2 separate regions of the Rattus norvegicus genome follow, and region 2 is linked to region 1. The links are chromatin contacts, called in public Hi-C maps. All regions are on one chromosome and are shown on one strand. The core of a region is the stretch at or near the end of the contact, and the rest is flanking DNA. Distances in the headings are between cores, read along the strand shown.

The links. Hi-C and Micro-C count contacts between places; a contact is called where the count stands out from the background.
Region 2: a contact with region 1 is called in a Hi-C map of kidney, with 2.4 times the contacts expected there. The contact joins the promoter of St6gal1l here to the enhancer-like site in region 1. A contact is called at or near these places in 6 of 12 Hi-C or Micro-C datasets (Schwann cells, frontal cortex, kidney and 2 more) and 1 of 1 datasets of contacts at active chromatin or transcription factors (oligodendrocytes).

What each region holds. Positions count from the first base shown.
Region 1 is chr11:90,964,089-90,970,089 of GRCr8, forward strand. No RefSeq gene overlaps it. Among named protein-coding and RNA genes, the nearest start is that of Rtp1, 37 kb to the left of the region's middle. Within about 2 kb of position 2,378, at least 2 of the 93 cell types and tissues checked have an H3K27ac peak or open chromatin away from gene starts, as enhancers often do. A contact at or near this core is called in kidney, where this site is marked.
Region 2 is chr11:91,156,862-91,162,334 of GRCr8, forward strand. St6gal1l (ST6 beta-galactoside alpha-2,6-sialyltransferase 1 like) reads left to right here and starts at 1,405. Exons shown (of 3, transcript XR_010056331.1): 1 at 1,405-2,788; 2 at 2,964-2,999. It also overlaps a transcript of St6gal1 not described here.

The DNA of each region.
Region 1 (6,001 bases), core at 1,128-3,627:
GGATGTTTCCAGATTCTGACCATGATGACTATGTAAAGTGTCTCTGTAGTAGAATGAAGCATCCTTTGGGTATATGCCTGCGAGTGGTATAGCTGGATCCTGAAGTAGATCAATCCCCATATTTCTAATGAATCACCACACTGATTTCCATAGTGACTATAAATGTTCTTCTCCTAGTGATGGAGGAACGCTCCACCTACTGCACATCCTCTCCAGCAGGAGCTGTTACCTGTTTTATTGATCTTGGTCAGTCTGACTGGTATTAGATAAAATCTCAAAGTAGTTTTGATATGTATCTTCCGGGTGACTAAGGATATTGAACATCCCTTACATTTATTTGTGTATACAGAAGTTTTGTCTGCATGTACATCTACAGACCAGAAAAGGCTATCAGGTCCCATGGGACTATAGTTATAGACAGTTCTGAGTTGCCATGTGGATCCTGGAGATTGAACTCAGGACCTCTGGAAGAACAGCCAGTGCTCTGACTGCTGAGTCATCCCTCCATCCCTGTTGCACATTTCTTGTTTCTCCTCCACTTGAGTTCCTTCTTTGGAGAATTCTCTGTTTCAACCTGTAGCCCATTTTTAAAATTGGGTTGTTTGTTGTCTTGATATCAAGTTTTCTATGTAGCTGATAAAAATCTTTTCCAATCTGTGGGCCAAATTGTCGTGCAGAAGCTTCTCGGTTTGTGATGCCCCATTTATTAACTGCTGTTCTTAGTCCCTACGCTATCAGTCTTTTGTCCAGAGAATTATTCTCTGCCAATGAATTCAAGGCTGTTCCTCACTTTCTCTTCTATAGGGTTCAGTGTATATCTGGTTTTATTTTAATGTCTTTGATCCATTTGGAGATGAGTTTTGCGCAGGGTGGTAAGTGTAGATCTATTTGGATTCTTCTGCATGCAGCTGTTCAACGGCGCCATTTGTTGAAGATGCTGTCTTTTTCCCATGTGTATTTCTAGTTTTTTTTAATCAAAAAATAGGTGTCTGTTTATGTGTGAATTTATGACTGGTCCTTCAATTTGATTCCATCCATCTATGTGTCTGATATTGTGTCAATAACGCTACTTTTATTACCACAGTTCTGGAGTACTTTGAGATTGCAGATGGTGATGCATCCAGCAGTGACTTGGCTTGATTATTCAGGATTGTTTTAGCTATCCTGGGTTTCTGTTTCCATATGAAGCTGAAATTTTCCCTTTCAATTTCTGGAAAGAACTGTGTTGGAATTTTGGTGGGGATCGCATTGATTTGTAGATAGTTTTAGATAGGATGGCTCTTTTTACGGTATTAATTCTATTGATTCATGAGCATCTTTCTGACATTTTTCAAACATTGCAACCCCTTTTCCTCTCAAGGTCTGTCCTACCCTGCCCCCTCTTCAGACCTCAGGCCTCCCCTTGACTTTGTTTTCCCTCCCCTTGTCTTCCTTGTTATTTCACTGGTGTTTCTGTCTCTGGTGTATGCTTGCGTGTGTGTGTGTGTGTGTGTGTGTGTGTGTGTGTGTGTGTGCGTGCGTGCGTGCACATGTTTCCACAAATTACTCTTGTACACATAGAAATAGATTGCAATTTGGTTTTATTTTATTATTACTCCTTAGATGGCTGTGTGGATCCAAATGGGAATGGAGGTGGGGAAAAACTGGGAGGTGTAGGGGCAGAGAAAACTATAATCAGAATATAACATGACAGCACCTACACTGCCACGGTACCAAGAACCAGGCGTAGGCCTGGGGGATTTAACAGAAAACACAGACCCGAGTCAATTGTGCTAAGAGAATGCCAAAGCGTTACTGAGGTTCACACAATATACACAGTCCTAGCCCTTGGTGGAAAAACCCTGGAAGCACAGTGGAAAAACTAGTTTACATTCTAAGGATAAAAATAGGAACACAGAAATGATTTCATTCTCAGAATAAAGCCTTGGGCAACAAGTGGCAGAGCAATTCATCCCATAGGGGTGGGGTCTGGACCCAACAATTCCTCTTTTTTGTTTATAAATTAGCATCTGTCTTAGGTGACTCATGGACATCAGTATCTGCTTTACCCATCACTGGGCAGCCCACCCAGGCCTCAAGGACCCCCTGTCTTAGGTTGACAGACACACCCATGGTCTTACCCATCCTTGGCTGCCTAATTTTTATGCATCAATCATATCTGAGCAGATGGGTTGATTTCCACCAAAAATAACATTATCTGTCAACTGACCCCTTGGCTCTGGGCTTGTTTTCTGCCCAAGCGACAAAGCAAAAACACAAAGACAAGGGCAGCTCCAAGAGCAATAATGCCCAAGGAGAAGGTGCCAATAACAGCATTGATGCCAAAGTCTCTCTTATGACAGTCAGGATCAGTTGATTTTCTCTTGAATGATTAACAGGCAATGGAACTATGCCTAGGACCCACACAACCTGGGCAGAGTCCTCTGGTCCCCAGCAGCTTCACATATCCCTGTGAAGAATAGTCAAGACTATCTCCAGCATTAGTACCATTCCAAACCACAAAGAAAAATGGAGGACTTACATAGGTGAAGGAAGAGATATTAAAATTTTTACTAAACCTACTATTTTCAAATTTAAGGGAACCTTCAAAGGTGATAGATGTATTCCAAGAGGCAGTGGAATTAAAAGCTACCCCCGTCTTAACTGTCAGTGCCCCATGCCTGCACCAACACGGTACCGAGAATCGGGCTAAAGCCTGTGGGATTAAAGAAACACACACACACAGGTTATTTGTGTCAAGCCAGGAGAGAAAGAGAGAGACTCCTGTAGCTTTATTCACCATTTATATACCCAAGTCTCCAGGTAGAAAATATCTGGGAAGCACAGTGGGAAACCCTGGCTCGTGACTACCTGGCTCGTGACTTCGGTAACAAAAGACCGACTATGAGACCTAAATTAATTAGGGAGAAATCCGAGAAGACCAGCCTAAATCTCAAGGACAAAGGCTGAGAAAGCAAAAGGCAGGAGCGAATTGACCACAGCCCAGGTGTGGCCCAGGTGTGGCCCAGGTGTGTCGGTTCCACATGCATCAGCTGGGCTCAGCAGGGGTCAAACCTAGGAGGCTCTTACAAGTCCCTCTATTTTTTTTTTCGTGTCAAGGTCTCCTTTATTGGGGTGAGCGTTACAGCTTTTAAGGCTTTCAGGTAGGGGGAGTGACCTTTGTGAAACACAAAGGAAGGAGGGACGAGGGTACTCTGATAGCAGGAGGTGAAGAGGTCATTCGGTGGAGACACCGGGTGTTTGCTCAGGAGATACTTGGTATTTGGTCTGGCTGAAAGCATTCCATGATCACCAACACTTAACATCAGAGGAACAGCATCCTCTATATTGGTAGGGTGGTAACCACAACTCCCATGTCATGTAAGATGTCCCTCCCCACATCCCACAGCAGCATCTATCCAAGCTGTCTGGGCACACTACTCCAGACATTCTCCTCTCCATATGAGACAATCTCCCCTAGACAGCACTTCCCTATATAATTGTTGCCAATCTCCAGGAGTCAAATTGGACATAACATAAGATTCAAAAGTAAAGGGAGCAATGGGACCATAAGCAGAGACTGCTTCTTTCAGGCTTTTCAACTCCTTAAAACTCAGAGGAACATGTTGTCTAATAAATTGACCTGCATCGTTGGGGTCCTCAACAACAGGATACACCGCTCCCTATCCAGGGGGAAGCTCAGGAAAAATTACCCCTCTTCTTGAAGCCTTCTCTCCATAACACCAAGGAAGGATAGGGTTCATAGGCAGGAGGAGCAGTAGTTCTCTCTTCTTTAAAGAAGGGATTTTTACTAGGAGGACAAGATTCTGATTTTTTAGCAACCCTGAACTTATTAATCTTCCTTTTAAGCTCCTCTATTTCTTTATCTAATCTCTCTTCTTCATCCTCCTCTGAGCTTGAATCCTGAGCTGAATCATAGGTTTGTAAAGACGTAAGAGAGGCATCATCCTGTGCTGCTCCGAATGTTCTTTCTATCTCTGACATTGCATTAGTACTCAAGACAGCATCCTTGACCAATCTCCACATAGAGAACATGGGGACAGGAATGCTCTCAGGGCCATCTCTCTGCAGTGTTTTTTGCAAATCTGTCTTAACATGTATCCAGTCGGGAATATTAAGTCCTCCTGAATGAACAAACCAGGGGCTAGTCTTTTCTAAAGTTTTAATAAATTCTTTAGCTGTTCTTACCTTTATCCCTGTTCCCTGCTGTTTAAGCAGAGCTACCATCTGATCTGTTAGCGGTAACGTGGAACTTGAGGTTTCCATGATGCGATCCTTTTACTTACTGCAAACTAAACCTACTTTTGGTTCGTTGCTGCGCAGCTTGCCCAATACGTTCCTTTCACTTTGCCGGCTGGTTTCTTGGAATGATCCTGTCAGGGGCTCCTCACTTTCCCTATCTCAGTGGAACCTCCTGGCCATCAAGGTACCAAGAACCGGGCGTAGGTCTGGGGGATTTAACAGAAGACACAGACTCAGGTCATTCGTGTTAAGAGAATGCAAAAGCTTTACTAAGGTTCACACAATATATACAGTCTTAGCCCTTGGTGGAAAAACTCCAGAAGCACAGTAGAAAAACAAGTTTACATTCTAAGGATAAAAATAGAAACACAGAAATGATTACATTCTCAGGATAAAAACAGGACAGCCTTGGACAACAAGCTAGAGGAGCAATTCATCCCATGTAGGTGGGGACTGGGCCCAACAATTAAAAGGAAAATTATACAGATTTAAGGTTTAAAAATATGAAGTTAAAAGAGTATGTTTCAAAATTCACAACCTCGGGACTAAACACTGTGAAAAGCAAGTCCAGGCAGCCCCGCCCTGCCGCTAGAACTAACAGACCATAAAAGGAAAGGAATGCAGAACAGACCAGGAGTACCAGATCTGACTCACAGTCCACCTGGCAGGAAGAGATAAGCCCCCAGCCCCCGACATCCAGGACGCCCCAAACCTGCCAATGTGTGTAGCTATACCTTATTACCTCATCATGTGAAATAGCCAATCATATGTGAACATGTCTATGTGCCTCGTTTGAATCCACCAATCCCCGTAACTATGCATCTGCTTCTGTATGCCCGCTTCTGCTTCCCCAATCCCTATAAAAGCCCCATGCTGGAGCTGCTGGGCGCGCAAGTCCTCCGAAGAGACTGTGTGCCCGCAGGTACCTGTGTTTTCCAATAAACCCTCTTGCTGATTGCATCTGAGTGGACTCGGCTCAGTCATTGGGTGCTTGGGACTCCTCCTGAGGGAAAGGTCCTCTCTGGGGGTCTTTCACAATAATATATGGAAAAGAAATCTATTTCCATAAAAGAGAAAATGATGAAATAAATAAATAAAACAAGTAGATTGCAGTAGGTATTTGCCACGCAGTTATTGTTTTTTGTTTTTTGCTTTGGTTTTTGTTTTGTTTTGTTTTTTTTAATTCTTCTGCCAGAAGCACCTGACCCTCAATAATACCAGGTAAATATAGGAGCAAAAACACACAGGAAAATGAACATGACAGTCTGTAGTGATGGCTCAGTAGATAAAGTGCTTGTCGTGAAGGCAGGAAGATCTGAGTGCTGATTTTTAGCACCCACATAAAGCCCAGCTCAGTACGGCAGACTGCCTGCAACCACAGAAAAGGACAGAATTCCGAGGAACACAAGGTTGTGAGACTAGCTGATTCGCTGAGCTTGAGGTTCAGGTGAGACCCCTGTCTTAATATATAAGGTAGAAGAGGACATTGACCTCTAGACTTCACAATCTTGTCCACACATGCCTGCGCATACATGTGCACCCACACATGTGAGCATGCAAACAGGCATATATGATAAATGTCTAGCTCTATTCTATTTTTAGAGTAGGGTGGTGTCTGACCTCACCACAGGTAACTGATCCTGTCTTCGTAAGCTCTGCTAAGTGCCTGAGCACCTACTGCTGCATCTCTGAGAATTTACTTGTGCCAAATTCCTTTTTTTTTTTTTTTTGGTTCTTTTTTTTTTTGGAGCTGGGGACC
Region 2 (5,473 bases), core at 155-2,654, 190 kb after region 1:
CGCTCGAGATTCTCCAACAGAGGCAGTCTCCAGAGCATGGGGACAATGGTGTGTCGGGCAGGGTCTGTTTTAGAAGGGTTCCTACAGACCCTTAGTTCAACCCACGACTCTTAAGAAAACCTCAGGGAAGAGGCGAGGACTTGTCCGTTTCACCTCAAAACCCGTGCCAAGGGGTGAAGCATACTTGGGGGTGAGAGATGGGAGTTTTTGTAGACTCTTTCTTGTTTGTTTGGGGGTTTTTTTCCCCTTTAAAAATCTACAGGTTTAGTCCAACCCTTCACAGGGCACCGAGGCGAAACGTCTCTTGCCACCCAGCAGTAGGTGGCCTCCAAGCGCCGCACCCGTTGGAACAATAACCTACCCAAAGGAGGTTCAGCAGGGATGGCTGCGCCCCGATCCCTGGCGGGGCACACGTGCGTTTGTTGTGGTGCCTGCACTCCTTCTCCCTCCACCAGACTTAGTTTCCTGATCTGTAACCCCGGTGAGCAAGATCTAAGGGGACCCACACTCTGCAAGGCAACGCCTTACACAATACAGACGCGGTGGTGTAGGTTCCTGCGGCCCCGCACACGTGGGTTTGTTATGGGTGCGCAGGCTGCCTTGCCAGGGGAGGCCAAGGCGGTCCCTCCCCTGGACGGGCGACAGACATCCCCAGCCCTGGGCGGCGACTCCCACCGGCGCAACACGGAATACCTCCCTGCGCAACCCTGCACTCTTCCTCCCGGCCCGTGGCCCGCCTCGCCCCGACTCACTTGCGGCGCTCTCAGCCGGGAAGGCGGCGGCGGCCCCGGAGCCCACCGAGCGCTCGCGCGGCGCGCAGCCCGATTCTCTTTGTTAGGGTCGGGCAGTGCCAGGGCGGCTCCCCAGCCCAGCCTGGTGCTCAACTCCGCTCCCCCAGGTGCCTCCGGACCTCACCCGGCCGAGGGAGAAGAGCCCGGGACTCAAGCTCCGAGTGAGTCCCCTTGAGAAGGGATCTTCTGGGGAGCAGAGAGGGACCGGCAGATGTGGGTGCAGAGGTCCGGGAAGGAGGAAAGAAAAGCACTGCAGACCGGCGGGAGGAAGCGAGGTCTCCGTTATGCAAATAGAGTCGTTAAAACTAGAAGAGGGCTTTATCATACCGGTCCCAAACCATCCTGGCCCTCTGGAGGTCGCTAGCGAGCAGGCTCAAGGTTAAAGGTGCCTGCTTAGGGCTCCGGTTCATGCAGGGAATCTTGCGGTCCGTCCACAAAGAGCAAGCCTGGGGGCGGAGCAATGCGGCAGGCAAGGAAGCCCAAATGCTGCCTCCACCCCCAACCCCTGCGTGTCCCGATGGATTGAATTCAGTGTTATCTGGTAAAATCGCTCTTACCAGGGTGCTTGTCCTGGCTCTACACGGGGTGACCCTGATCAGGCAAGTCATATTGAACCCCTGTGAAAACTCAATTTTTTTAAATGTAGGACATACACATCTTAGACTGTAATATTTAGAGTTTAATAAAAAAATACCCCAACATCAAGTGTGACCTGTACACAGCATTGTCAAACTTTTTTTTTAAAATGCTCTCAAGCCCTGCAACCTGGAACTTTCTCAGCAGATATGCAGGCAGACAGACCCTGGCTACAATGGTAAAGACACCTTCCTTCCAAATGGGCTTAGGATAAGGCTACTGGAGAGGCCAGGAGGAAACATCTTGTTGAAGAAGCAGCCTTGCAGCCTGACCACATCTGACTACCCACAGGCCACTTCCGAAAGACTGAAAACTTCCCAGTTCTCTATAAGAGAACTGGAAGCAGGCATCTAGCCACCCCTTCAGTCCTTCATATCCCAGACAAGAGATTCCACTACCCGAGGCAGTAATCACATCCCAAATACCTGCCCTTTCCACCTCTGTGTTGCGGAAAGACTCAAATAGAGCTCCAAGAAAGCAGAAACTTGCTGGTCTGGGTTTTCTGTGTAGCAAAAAAGAGAACCAGAGCGTTCTCTTCAAGTCCAGGGAATGCTTCCCACCAACAACCAGGGGAAGAAAAAGTTGCATCCTCCTCCCAGGCACCCTTCTTTCAGATCGCCTTTCCACAATCCTTTGATTCAGACCTCCTCTGCTGCTCGCCTCCCCCCCAGCTGCTCTGGAGGCAGAGACCCGAATCAGAAAGTGCCAGACAGAGAATTCAGTTCTGTGGCCAAGAAGCTATTTGTTCTTGGGTGAGTTCCACAGTCTTTTTGGGCCATTCTTTCTTCTGCAACATGGAGAACTAGGGGAGAACACTAATGATCGTGTTTACACGAAATGATTTGTGTGGGCAAGTAACGCGGAGTCCAGCCTACTGGGCATGCTCAAGATAGTGCACTCTGCTGTGAGCAAATGGAAGCAACCCCGGGTGACTGTTTCTGAAAGGGTGCTAACTGAAGGTCGAAGATCTTTTCTACTACATCAACGATTTTTATAGACAGCATACAGCCCATCCTTGTGACTGATGCAGATTCTTCTGTCGCTGTTCTTGAAGATCGAAGCAGGAGCAAGGAGTTTAAGTAAGAATCTCAGGCTGGCTTGGAAGCTGACGCAATGGAGATGGCTTACGCACCTGAACTGTGTTGCCACACAGGGAATGAAACCATCTAAGGATCTAAACAAGAACCACCAAAGGCTCAGCACTCGCTACAGTGTTGCTTATGCTACAATGAGGTGTTAAGCCCACTTGTAGATAGGAAATTAAGTCACCCAGGCCCGTGAGAAGTATCAGATCCCTCATATTCATTGAGAGCCTCAATCCTTTCTTTCAACCTCCCTCTTGTTTTCACTCAATTTAGGAGGTAAGAACCAAATAATAGGAAAAGAGACTTTTAAAACAGGGTACAGCCCCTAGTCTTGAGTTCTGTTTTCTAAACTTCGAACCAGTCAATGGCGGAAAACAGGGAAAGGGCTCACTCTGGGTTTCGAACTTGCCACATTTATTTATTTTTTTTTTTTTTGGTTCTTTTTTTTCAGAGCTGGGGACCGAACCCAGGGCCTTGTGCTTCCTAGGTAAGCGCTCTACCACTGAGCTAAATCCCCAGCCCCTTCGAACTTGCCACATTTATAATACCCGCACACCACGGCAAACCTAAGAAGAAGCCCTGGGGTATCTGGGACAGATGAACAGACATGTAGGGATATTCCCAGAAAATTGCAGGGGACATCACTGTCTGGTGGCTTTCCACAGGGGCTCTTTCATCAGTAGGGCCTTCTAATCTACAATGGAAGAAAACGTTGAACTATAACTCAGGACTATAGATCGGCAGGCTACAGGAATGTAGTTTATCATGCTGGTTGGGGACTAGAGAGCTGCTGGCTACAGGAATGTAGTTCACCATGCTGGTTGCTTTCCTTAGAAGTCCACATTCCATAACCTCTGCTCCCACCATCTGAGTGGACCCTCCATTCCTATGCTGAAATCTCAACCCACACTTGAGTGATAGCATTTGGAAATGAGGTCTTAGTGAGGCAGATAGTCCTGAGTGCAGAGCCATCTTGAATGAGACCACTTACCAAGGAGACACTGGCATGTCCTTCTACCAGGTTAAGACAAAGCTAAAAGGCACCAGCTACAGATAAGGTGACTGTCCTCACCAGTTGTCAATGCTGTTGTCACCTAGACCTTGGACCTTAAAAGACTTCAGAATGGTGATTCAAGTGATTTAAACCACCTAATCTGTGTTGGTTTTGTTGCTGCAATCTTTTTTTTTTTCCTCTTCTTTTTTTCGGAGCTGGGGACCGAACCCAGGGCCTTGCGCTTGCTAGGCAAGCGCTCTACCACTGAGCTAAATCCCCAACCCCTTGTTGCTGCAATCTTAATAGACTAAGACAGTCCCTCCGTGTCTTAGATCTTGCCCTTCCCAGTAATCACTTCAGGTCATTTACTGGTGAGTATAAATGAGTTCTTGCCTCGTAATTGCTACAACAAGCCACTTGCACACAGTATTTCTGAGGCATTCTTGAGAAGTACCTTGGCAACAAAGGATATGGCAAATTAGAAGTTTCCTCCCAAATCATTTTTCCCAGCCCCACTACAGATGCTCACAAAGACCTAGAAGTGGTTCTCACTTATAAAAGCGGTCTTCTCTGAGTACCCAAGTACGTTGTTTGATATGAGGCTAGCCTCTGGGACCCAACCAACTGTGGTCTACCTGGGCTGCCCACGTTGCTCCTCAGTGTGGCCAAGCTTCAGGGTGGAGCTCATATACACAGAGAATTACAAGGAGCCCAAGCAAGAAAACGGAATAAAATAGCAGTGTCTCTAAGCACCCAAGAGGGCTTCTGCCACTTGTTGAGTGGCATAAAGGGGCCAATGGACTATCAGGGACTAAGGGGTAGACGACAAGGTCCCTTGTGAGGAGGTCAGTGGCCACAGACAGGGAAGGAGCCAGCTATGTAGCCCATAGTACAGCAAGCAGTATCCTACCAACTCCGAAACAGAAGGAAGTTTAGTTCGGCGTAACCAGGACAGTCAGGCTAGACATACTAAATGGGTACGTGGGCTACACTTCGCCCATTCGTTCTAAAGTCCACTCTAGGTCCTTAGAGAGAAAGAGAAAAAACATCCTGTATCTCCATTATTAAATCACGTGTTCTGTCCAAATCTCTTATTGTATGACACCGCCACATAGTCAGTGCTTTAATGCCAGGCGGTCTGTGCTGATGCTCTCACTTATTCTGAGAAGTCCAGTATTTGCAGGTCATGCGGTGCTGTTTTCCATGCTCTTGCCCTAATGGCAATCTTAGTCTGATATCCATGCCTCAGGATGGGGAGACAACTACAGATCTGACTTCAAAATATCTTTTAAAGAATTATTTTATTTTTAATTCTGTGTGAGGGAGGGAGTGTGTAGGTGTGTGCACATGAATGCAGGTGACCTTCGAGACCAGAGGAGGGCATCAGGTTCCCTAGAGCTAGGGTTAGAGGTGATCCTGAGCCACTCAACGTGTGCACTGGGAACTGAACTCCCGTCCTCTACTAGAACGGTATCTGCTCTTGAGTTCATAAATATTCAGAAATGATCTTTTAAAGTTCCAAACAAGGTTTTAACAGCTCTCTTGGGTCGGAGATGATACTGTTACAAACTGCTTGTTCTTTCTTTGTTGTTTTTGTTTCATTTTGGTTTTTTGTTTTGTTTTTTTGTTTGAAGCAGGGTTTCTTTGTGTGGCTCTGGCTGTGCTGAAACTACCTCTGTAGACCAGGCTGGCCTTGAATTCACAGAGACCCACCTGCCTCTGCCTCCAAATGCTGGGATTAAAGGCACACAGCTCCACCACGCTTATTTTTACATATGTGTTCTTTTTTTTTTTTTTTTTTTTTTGGTTCTTTTTTTCGGAGCTGGGGACCGAACCCAGGGCCTTGCGCTTCCTAGGTAAGCGCTCTACCACTGAGCTAAATCCCCAGCCCCTACATATGTGTTCTTAAGAAGACAAAATAGCATCATGTTTTGACAGTGTCACAAGGAAAGAGTCCCAGCTGACAT